Regions from separate parts of the Oryctolagus cuniculus genome. Here region 1 is linked to region 2. The links are chromatin contacts, called in public Micro-C maps. All regions are on one chromosome and are shown on one strand. Each heading gives the region's core, a stretch centred on a gene start, on an enhancer-like site or on the middle of the called end of the contact. The rest is flanking DNA. Distances are from core to core; before and after follow the strand shown.

Region 1 (4,620 bases), core at 1,094-3,593, 60 kb after region 2:
CCAGTTGCCACGATGCATGGGAATTTTGATTTCTACCCTTTCCATGGACTAAATAAATAACTTCAAGCAAGTCATTGTGGTGCCAGCTTCTACATCTGATGGTTGGGAGGGTTAAATGAGGTAACATACATGAATTATTTAGCACCCTGACTGAAACAAGTTAAACAGCATACTTAAACCTCCTTTCAACTGAAGTAATATATGGGAGGAAAAAACGGACATTAAAGTGATGCAAAAAAGCTGTGCAATTCAAAATAAGTCTCTTTTGAGAAGCTTCTCTGCTGTTATTGCTATTAGGGATCTCCAAGGAAAAATGAGATTTTTGCTCCTTATTAAGCAGACAGAAGGTTCACAAACCAGCCCATGATGTTTGAGTCACAACCAAGCGAAATAACAGAAGTATTCTGACCAAATTCCAATGTGAGTGATTAACATTCTCCAACTTCAAATAATTTTTATTATTAGCCAACACTTGTCCATCCCCAATAATACACACGTTGCATAAAGGGCTCAGAATGAGACAGGCCTCCCTTGGCATGTTCGCAGCCTGTGCATACTTTCCACTGAGGCTTCTCCTCTCTTCTGGACTGCTGTTCCGTTGCTTTTCCATTCCCACCACACTCGGCCCTGGGATGTTCCCTCGCCCAGAGTGCCAAGTATTCCAAAAGGCAGATTAAAACAGGAGCACCTGAAGAATTCCAAGGAAAAAAAGAGGCAATGTGCCTTTTCGATATACATATGTATGTGTGTATAGGTGCATATGTATATAGATATTACAGCTGTCAGTTCCCTGCAGCATATTTGCTCTTGTTTAACCTTGAGGCTGGGATTCATACACAGTATTCTTAATTACTTTCTACAAAGCCTTGCTGAAGAGCAGGAAGCCCATGGCTTTTCTGCAACTAGGAACCCCAGTCTGTAAAAATAAATAAATAAAGGGGACCCAGGAGCAGAGGATTCACGATACCCCACGGCCAGCCTCCAACCACTGAGTCCGTTCAGGAGACCTCCAAGTGTCTCCTGGCCCTCCTGTGTTGGCCTTTATCCCCCGGGGAGAGTAGGGGTGGGAGAGCACAAAACAATTTAAACCCTCTTCCTAAGCGTGTGAATGAATTTCAAGTATGCTACAGCCCTCAGTCTTCCTGCCTAATTAGAACACACAGAAAAGAGGCGTTTCAGAGCATTTTAAAAACTTGGAGCAAGTCGATCCGCCTGGGGAGCACCGCCGGGCGTCCTCGGGGGGGGGGGGGGGGGGGCTCCAGCGGCTCCGTGCGCCCCGGGCCACAGGCGGCGCTCGACTGCGCGGCTTCGCACCGGGCAGCCCCGGGGGCCCGGAGCCCTGCGGCTTCCCGGAGCCTGGCGTCGGGGCTGCTTCCCTCCGCGGGCGACTTGGGAACTGCCTCGGATGATAAACCTCGACTGGGCGAGGACTAGCATCTCTCCAGTCTTCCAAGGCAGGAGGAAGTTCAGTTCCTTGTCTCCGCAGTAAGATGTTAAATGCGAAGGTAGAGGTCAAAGTCTGGGAGATGGGGATAGTGTGTGTGCGTGCGTGTGTGTCTGCCAAGAGTGTGGATGCCCAACCACCTGGGTTCAAATCCCAGTTCTGCCATGTGGGCACCTACTGTGTGCCAGACGCTGGGAACACCGCAGTGAAGTTTCTCCAGCTCGCGGCTTTCTTGGAGGCTCCATCACCAGTTCGGTTGCCTCGGTCAAGTTTCTGAGTCTGGGTTCCTTCACCTGCAAGGAGTGCCTGCCTCTTGGAATTGTAAAGGTCAGAGATATCGTATGGAGATGTAAATGATTAACGCGCTGCTGGGTGCACAGGAAGTGCTCCGTAAGTGTTCACTCTTCTCTCACCTGTACCCGAGACAGCGCAGCGGGGAGACAGGTGCCACGGCCAGGAACGACTCCACGAGCGCTGGGCTCTCCGAGCTTAGCTGCAGAGGAGGCTGCTAGGAGCCCCGGAGGGAAAGGCTCATAAGCCAGCAACTTGGCCGGAGAGTGAATCGCCAGACCCTGGGAGCAGGCAGAGACCTCCCGAGGGACTTCTGGCCAGGCTTTCCCGCCAGGCTTCTCAAGGCGGCCCGATTAGCATTCGCCCCGCCCCCGACGTCTCCTTGCCCGCGATTGGCCAGCGCTCCGGGGCGGCCCGCTCCGGGCGGGGCCGGCGGGCGCCGGGGACGCGGCGGAGCCCGCGGGGCAGTGGGCGGGGACGCGGGCCGAGCGGCCCACCAACCGAGCCCGGGCCCGAGGGGGCGGGGCCGGGACCGGGGCGGGGCCTCCCGGCGGGCATTAGAGGCAGGTGACCCTGGCGGGGCGGGAGAGGGCAGTCCGCCTGCGGCCGTGACTCTGCCGCCTCCGCGCGCCGTTCAGTGCCCGCCGGAGGTGGGCGAAAGGGTGCGAGAGAACGCAGGGGGGAGGAGCCGAGCCGGGCGCGTCCCGAGAGCGCCGCCACCGCCCCCGGGAGTCCGCTGGAGCGCGGAGCCCCCTGCAGGGGAGGAGGCGAGCGGCGGGCGGGACGCGGCGGCGGCGGCGGGCGCTCACCATGCAGTCCCGGCCCGGCCAGCGCAGGCTGCTCGCTGCGCCGTGAGGCTGCGGGGTCCCGGTCGCCGCGCCGCCCCTTCCTCCCGCCCAGGTGCTGCCGGGCGCGCCCGCCTTGCGTCCGGCTCCCGGACCCCCGGTGCAACGCACTGCCTGCTGCTGCCCTGCTCCGCCCGGATCATGCGGGGGGCCCCAGAGGAGGAGAGGGCGAGTGACTGGGCTGCGCCGGCTGTGTTCGGGAGGCGCCCCCATCTCTGAGACGCCCCCACCTCCTGCCATGTGCCGCCGCAACGGGTACCCAGCCTGCCGCTAAACTTTGCGGGCGCCGGCCCGGCTCCGAGTCACGTTTCCGAGAGAGCAGCAAGTGCTGGGGACCGCCTGCCCCTCTCCAGCGGGATCTGCGGAGGTGAGAGCCTGCGCCAACCCCCTCTCCCGGTTCCTTTGCCCTTTTCCTGGGGACTGAGGACTCTGACCCCGGGGCCCAGCCCGGAGGGCCAAGCCAGGAAGGGGAGTGCGGGGAAGTCGGCAGTTAGATTCCAGGAGGTGGAAGGGAGGGAAGGGAGAGAGGGGTTGGCTAACTTAAGAGCTTTGCAACCGCTTGCGGGGACCGAACTGTTGACGCCTAATGGGAGCTGGCTGCAATTTTTCGTCTCCCCCATCTGTTGTTTTTTTTTTTTTAAGAGTCCTTTGCCTGGAATCGGAGCCCTGACCGTCTCTCCCCGAGCGCTGCCCGCGGAGGCAGCGCCTTCCCGGAGCAGTTTATCTTTGGACGGCTTTCTCTAAGAGAAAAAGAAACCAACAGGTTGCCAGCCCCGGCGGCGCGCGCGCGTACACACACAGAGAGAGACACACGAGGGACGCGGAGAGGGACGAGCCGGCCCCGGATTCCTCTGCCTGCGCTGGCCCCTCTCGGGCAGCGGGAGGCGAGGGGAGGGAGGGGGCGATGGCTCGGCCTGACCCGTCCGCGCCGCCCTCGCTGCTGCTGCTGCTCCTGGCGCAGCTGGCGGGCCGGGCGGCGGCCGCCTCCAAGGCCCCGGTGTGCCAGGAAATCACGGTGCCCATGTGCCGCGGCATCGGCTATAACCTGACGCACATGCCCAACCAGTTCAACCACGACACGCAGGACGAGGCGGGCCTGGAGGTGCACCAGTTCTGGCCGCTGGTGGAGATCCACTGCTCGCCGGACCTGCGCTTCTTCCTGTGCTCCATGTACACGCCCATCTGCCTGCCGGACTACCACAAGCCGCTGCCGCCCTGCCGCTCGGTGTGCGAGCGCGCCAAGGCCGGCTGCTCGCCGCTCATGCGCCAGTACGGCTTCGCCTGGCCCGAGCGCATGAGCTGCGACCGCCTGCCCGTGCTGGGCCGCGACGCCGAGGTCCTGTGCATGGATTACAACCGCAGCGAAGCCACCACGGCGCCCCCGAGGCGCTTCCCGGCCAAGCCCACGCCCGCAGGCCCCGCAGGGGCGCCAGCCGCCGGGGCCGAGTGCGCGGCGGGCGGCCCGTCGGTGTGCAAGTGCCGCGAGCCCTTCGTGCCCATCCTGAAGGAGTCGCACCCGCTCTACAACAAGGTGCGCACGGGCCAGGTGCCCAACTGCGCGGTGCCCTGCTACCAGCCGTCTTTCAGCCCGGACGAGCGCACGTTCGCCACCTTCTGGATCGGCCTGTGGTCCGTGCTGTGCTTCATCTCCACCTCCACCACCGTGGCCACCTTCCTCATCGACATGGAGCGCTTCCGCTACCCCGAGCGCCCCATCATCTTCTTGTCGGCCTGCTATCTGTGCGTGTCGCTCGGCTTCCTGGTGCGCCTGGTCGTGGGCCACGCCAGTGTGGCCTGCAGCCGCGAGCACAGCCACATTCACTACGAGACCACGGGTCCCGCCCTGTGCACCGTTGTCTTCCTGCTGGTCTACTTCTTCGGCATGGCCAGCTCCATCTGGTGGGTCATCCTATCGCTCACCTGGTTCCTGGCGGCCGGCATGAAGTGGGGCAACGAGGCCATCGCGGGCTATGCGCAGTACTTCCACCTGGCCGCGTGGCTCATCCCCAGCGTCAAGTCCATCACAGCGCTGGCACTGAG
Region 2 (4,779 bases), core at 951-3,450:
AAATCAGAGTCACCTGAAACTTAAAATAACCAGCTTTATTATAAAGGAAATACCAAGCTTCCAGTCATGATTAATGAATTAAACCTAATCTTATTTAAGTAAATACATGCATATCTATTTTCCACCTTACAACTAAAAGCTCTAATATAACATAATTGGAATAAGGAATCTAATGAGTTGCTTTGCTACTTGGTAGGATAGCACTTCTCCCACTGCAGTGCCCTTTTGAGAGCCAGCAGAGCAGCCACGGTGACCGAAATGGCAGGTTGGTCCGCACTGGACACCTGACGGCTCTCTGCCCTTCTGCCTTCACCCTTTCCAAGACAGGAAGATGTGCTGGTAACGCAGCGATTCCCCGTGGACTTTGCGGGAAGATGCCTTCATGGGTCAGCGGTCCCACCGCTGTCCGGAGCCGGGGAAATTGCTGGCTCACCAAGTGCATGAACGTTCAGCCCCACTGCTCCTTTCCCCACCTCCTGCTCCCTCCAGCTCCCAGCCCGTGATACTCCAGGAGGCGACGTTTCAGCCTGACGTGTGCGCTTTAGACGTTAGCGTTCCACCTCGCAGCCCGCGCCACTTCTTTTGGCTCTAGAACACACAGCTGCGCCTCGTAGCTGAGCACCACACGCGCATTTCTTTTCTGAGTCTACAGTAGTCACAACCAAGGCATGAAAACTTGTTAAGAGTTTTCACGAGCTGCCTCGTGGTGCCTTTTACTCTTAGAAAAAACAGGTTGACTTTGCCCTGCCTCTAGTTAGAGAGAAAGTTGTACACAAAAGGAAAAGGATGGAAAATCTCAAACACTTGGCAAACAGGCAAACAAATTTGGTCATCTCCTCTCCTCCTCCCCTTGGTGAAATACAGTATTTATATTTTCCAGCCTCGGAGAAGATAGCAGAACATGATCTTTCACTAGAGAATTATAGACCTGCTTATTATAAAACAGATGTGCTCCCATGGCGAAGTGCCTTCTCCCTCCGCCCCCAGCTCCCTGTCACTGTAGCTTACTTTTGCCTTCGCTGTAATTAATGTATCTGTGATTCCAACTGTCAGCAAGGCCATTCCCAGCACACTGCACTTGGAGACCTGAAGTGCACGGCCGTCCTCCCCTTGTGACGTGTTTGCTCTGTGTACAGAGGCTCCTGGCCCAGCTTGCAGACATCCGGGGCTGGAGCTGCCGAGAGGCCAGGGTGAGATCCCGGGTCCCTGATCTAAAACGCCTCTGTTTCCGCCAGTGCCCAGGGAGAGGGCCCTGTTCAATCAGGGCAATGCGCCCCCCCCCCCCCGAACTCCGAGGGAGAACTTGCCTCCCACAGCACTTTCTGCTTATTTTCAAAAGGGGAAAAAAATAGATCACCATCAGCTACCCAGAATGGGAACCGGGTCCCAACTGCTTCTGTTTTCTCTCCTCTGTGGACAACCCTGATGGCCTGGTCGGTGCCGGCCGCAGGCCTGCGTAGACATTCCTTGCCACCACCACCCCCCAAATCAGAGGACAGAGCTGTGCCAGCTGAGGAGCTGGGCCTGCCATGAAAACTCAGAATTGCTGTTTTCAGCCCAGAATGCCTTGGAGCACATGAACGCCCTTACTGTTTGCAAGCCTAACAAATTACTTGGTGCACTGTTAGGTAATTGTTCCCCTGCTTAGAGACTGTCGAAACAAAAGCAGAGCTGTGGATTACCACCTCCTTAAAACCAAGCTAATACCTGCTTTTCCTCGTGTTCCGTTTTTTATCCCATATTAAATATCTCACACGTAAAAAGCATCCGAGAAAATGGCCAATTAATCTCCTGGAGCTGGCCGCCGGCTCCGGGGGAGCTGCTTCTCACTGACAGGCCCGTTCCCTGGAGTGTCACTGGAGGAAATCCCTCCTCCCAGTGCCAGAAACTCATGTGTGAGACGGTCCAACCCTGGTGAAATGTTGGCATCTAACCCCGCAATAAAGAAGCCAGTTCCTAAAATAGACCTCACTGCACACGGCTGCAGGAAGGCCACAGAGTACTTAAAAAGACGGCAACTGGAATGGGGGCCCTGCTCCCCGCCTCCCCCAGGGCCGCCTGGGCCCAGAGTTGAAAGCCTCTTTATACAAAAACCATGTCCACTCTTGCCGGCCGCCTTCGCGTCATTGTCTTCTCCAGGGGACTGTGTCGTGGTCATTTTCATGGCCGGAGTGCTGGCTGGCATGGCAGGAGCCAGACGAGCTGAGAGGGCGGTCATGTTTCAGCTCCTCAAGGCCAGGTCTCCACCGCAGAGGCAGTACAGCTAGTGCGTAGGATGTGTGGTTGCCAACATGGCGCCGTCCTTCAGACATGTGCACCAGGACCATGTCCTGACTTCCGGCCACAGAGAGAACTGGGCTGGTCGTATCACTTGGGCTGCCCTGTACAGCCTGACTGAGCCGCAGCACGGCCTGGGATGTAGGGGCCCCTGTTTCTCTCTCTGAGTGCTACATCTACATGCTGAATATCGACACCTCAAAGAGGCCTCACTTCCAAACCTGAGGCCTTCCTCCCTACTCACTGGCCAAAACAGGCCCTCCATAAATTAATCATTTATCAGGTGGAACTGACGATGCTTCATGCACTCACCACTTCCTGCAAAGGGACGCTGTTCAAAAAAGACACTGCCTTCCCCTCCCTTAGGGTAGAGCTGATGGGGTTGCTCATACATTTGTGCAGAATTAGTGACCCCTCCACTGATCTGTTACTGGATCAACTTCAGCTTTTGCTTCGCACACTGCCTATCTTCAATGCAGCGGTTATTTTTATTTATTTATTTATTTATTTTTGCTTCTCACGGTGAACAGAGATGTGTGCAATTTTCCCCCTTTTCTGTTTCTTGAGTTTTCTAACCCATTTTTCTCCTTATTCTGCAATGGAGCAAAAAGGTAGGGAACCTGGAGTAAAACTGCAAGAACACGAGTCATAAGCCGTATTCTCCTCTTCTCCGGACTGCACTCGTTAGTACCAGGCACCAGGAGCTTCGCGCCAGCACCTTGCACCTCGCTTCCGAGCCTGAGTAGAAAAGAGCTCACTGCTCTCAGCGGACTCCAGCGAGGAGCAAATGAGCCCTGCTCGGTTCATCAAAACAGACAGATGTTGATTTTGATCACGTGGGACAGTGTTTTGCCAGCAAAGTCTAGCACCCAGCAGGCGTCTTACTGGCACAGAATTCTAATTTCATTGGACTCAAAACCACTGACTCCCGTGTTTTAGTGGATGCACAGCTGATGTGAAACCCGGGTCGTTGTTCACCTCTAGTCGGGCATACCCGTGTTGTCAGGGGTCTTATTTAAGACAGCTTCCAGATGATCCTGACATGGAGCGCTTGCCTCGGATGTGAGGGAGGGAAGGCCTTACTAAATGCAAATGAGACAACAGCAGGTTTTCTTTGGTTCCTGGTGAGAAGAGAAGCCACTTGCAAACCTCCTCATCTTGTTAGGGAGCTCCTGAGTGAAGTCAGTTGTTGCCAGGGTAGGAGACTCGGGTGCCTCTTCAGTGAGATCCCCTCCTACTGGTGGGACAGCTGCCAGCCACCCTCTCCCCTCATTCCACCCCCAGCACGTGCCCCATACTTCCATCTTCCTTGCCCTGAGTTCCGAGTTTGGAGTGCCAGCCCCAATTCAGACCTCGTGGCTCATAAGCCAGCTGGCAGACGCGGCGGTCCTGTGGCTCCTTCTCCATGCCAGCCTTCCCGTTTGTTCCCCTCCCTGTAGGAGTGCCTTATAGTACCGCCTCGTGCTTCCAGAAGCCTGCAGCTTCTCCAGCTCAGTGCTCAGCCCTTTGCTTCCTTCCTGCTGGCCACTCTTCATACAGACGTGCTCAGCGTCTGTATATTCTATGAGGCATGTCAGACCTCTCACCTCCCTTGAACCGGTGCCTTAACTGCACAAGGAGAGGAGTTCAACCACATGGGTAGTAGAGAGGTAAAAACACTGGCGACTCAATCACAGAAGGTTTTGGCTTTGTTTTATGCTGCTTTTTTCTGCACTCTTTTTGTTTGCTTTCTGACTCTCATTAACCAAACTCAGGGGAACATCAGGCCAATGGGTAGAGAAATAAAACCCACGATCCAGAACAGAATGTATAACATCGGTGAACTTGGCCATTTTCAGGCTCAAAATTTACACACAAGGATTTTACTTTTTCATTTACTATATAAAAGATGTTCTTTTGCCATGTGTTTCCACATGGGAAGTGGGAAGCCTCTTAGATAAACTGTGACATTGACAAATGTCTCTCAGTGTGGTGTGGGCAGCCCCTTGAAGTGATTGGGCGTTCACCACGGGCAGTGAAGGGTAGTGACCATGGCCGTGCAGGAGATGTCTTCTCGTCACCTTTCCTTATTTTTGCTCATTCAGCACAGGACTGACGAAAATGTTGGGTTTGGGCTATTAGATCACTCCTATTTGTAATAGCTAATGTGCTAACTTACACATATGTTCTTTCTACTTTCTGGATATCATTGCCTTTTGTTTCAGCATAACAACCATATTTTTGTTTGCATCATTTTCCAAAATATAGTAACTGTAATAATGTAAAACTGAGGTGTTGTTGACAAGACCGCTGGTTTTTATGGTTGTCCGTCACATAACTAAAGTGCACCAGTTCCTAATGTACAAAGTGATCTCTCAATAAACTACGCAGAAAGTACTTCCTCTTCTCTTAACTTCATTCTTGTTTTTGAAGAAGTGGTGAACATCCACGATGTCTGGATGTTTCACAGACAAGATTTATTGTGTTGAAAGTCAGCTACCAGGTTTTTAAATATAGCTTAAT

What was found. A called contact is a pair of places that touch in the nucleus more often than the background predicts.
Region 1: a contact with region 2 is called in a Micro-C map of ear pinna, with 2.1 times the contacts expected there. The contact joins the promoter of FZD5 here to the enhancer-like site in region 2. A contact is called at or near these places in 2 of 6 Hi-C or Micro-C datasets (ear pinna and liver).

Annotation. Positions count from the first base shown.
Region 1 is chr3:32,037,336-32,041,955 of mOryCun1.1, forward strand. FZD5 (frizzled class receptor 5) reads left to right here and starts at 2,344. Exons shown (of 2, transcript XM_002712605.5): 1 at 2,344-2,947; 2 at 3,223-4,620. The coding sequence starts at 3,485.
Region 2 is chr3:31,977,196-31,981,974 of mOryCun1.1, forward strand. PLEKHM3 (pleckstrin homology domain containing M3) reads left to right here. Exons shown (of 8, transcript XM_070070294.1): 8 at 1-4,653. Among named protein-coding and RNA genes, the nearest start is that of FZD5, 60 kb to the right of the region's middle. Within about 2 kb of position 2,201, at least 2 of the 8 cell types and tissues checked have an H3K27ac peak or open chromatin away from gene starts, as enhancers often do. A contact at or near this core is called in ear pinna, where this site is marked.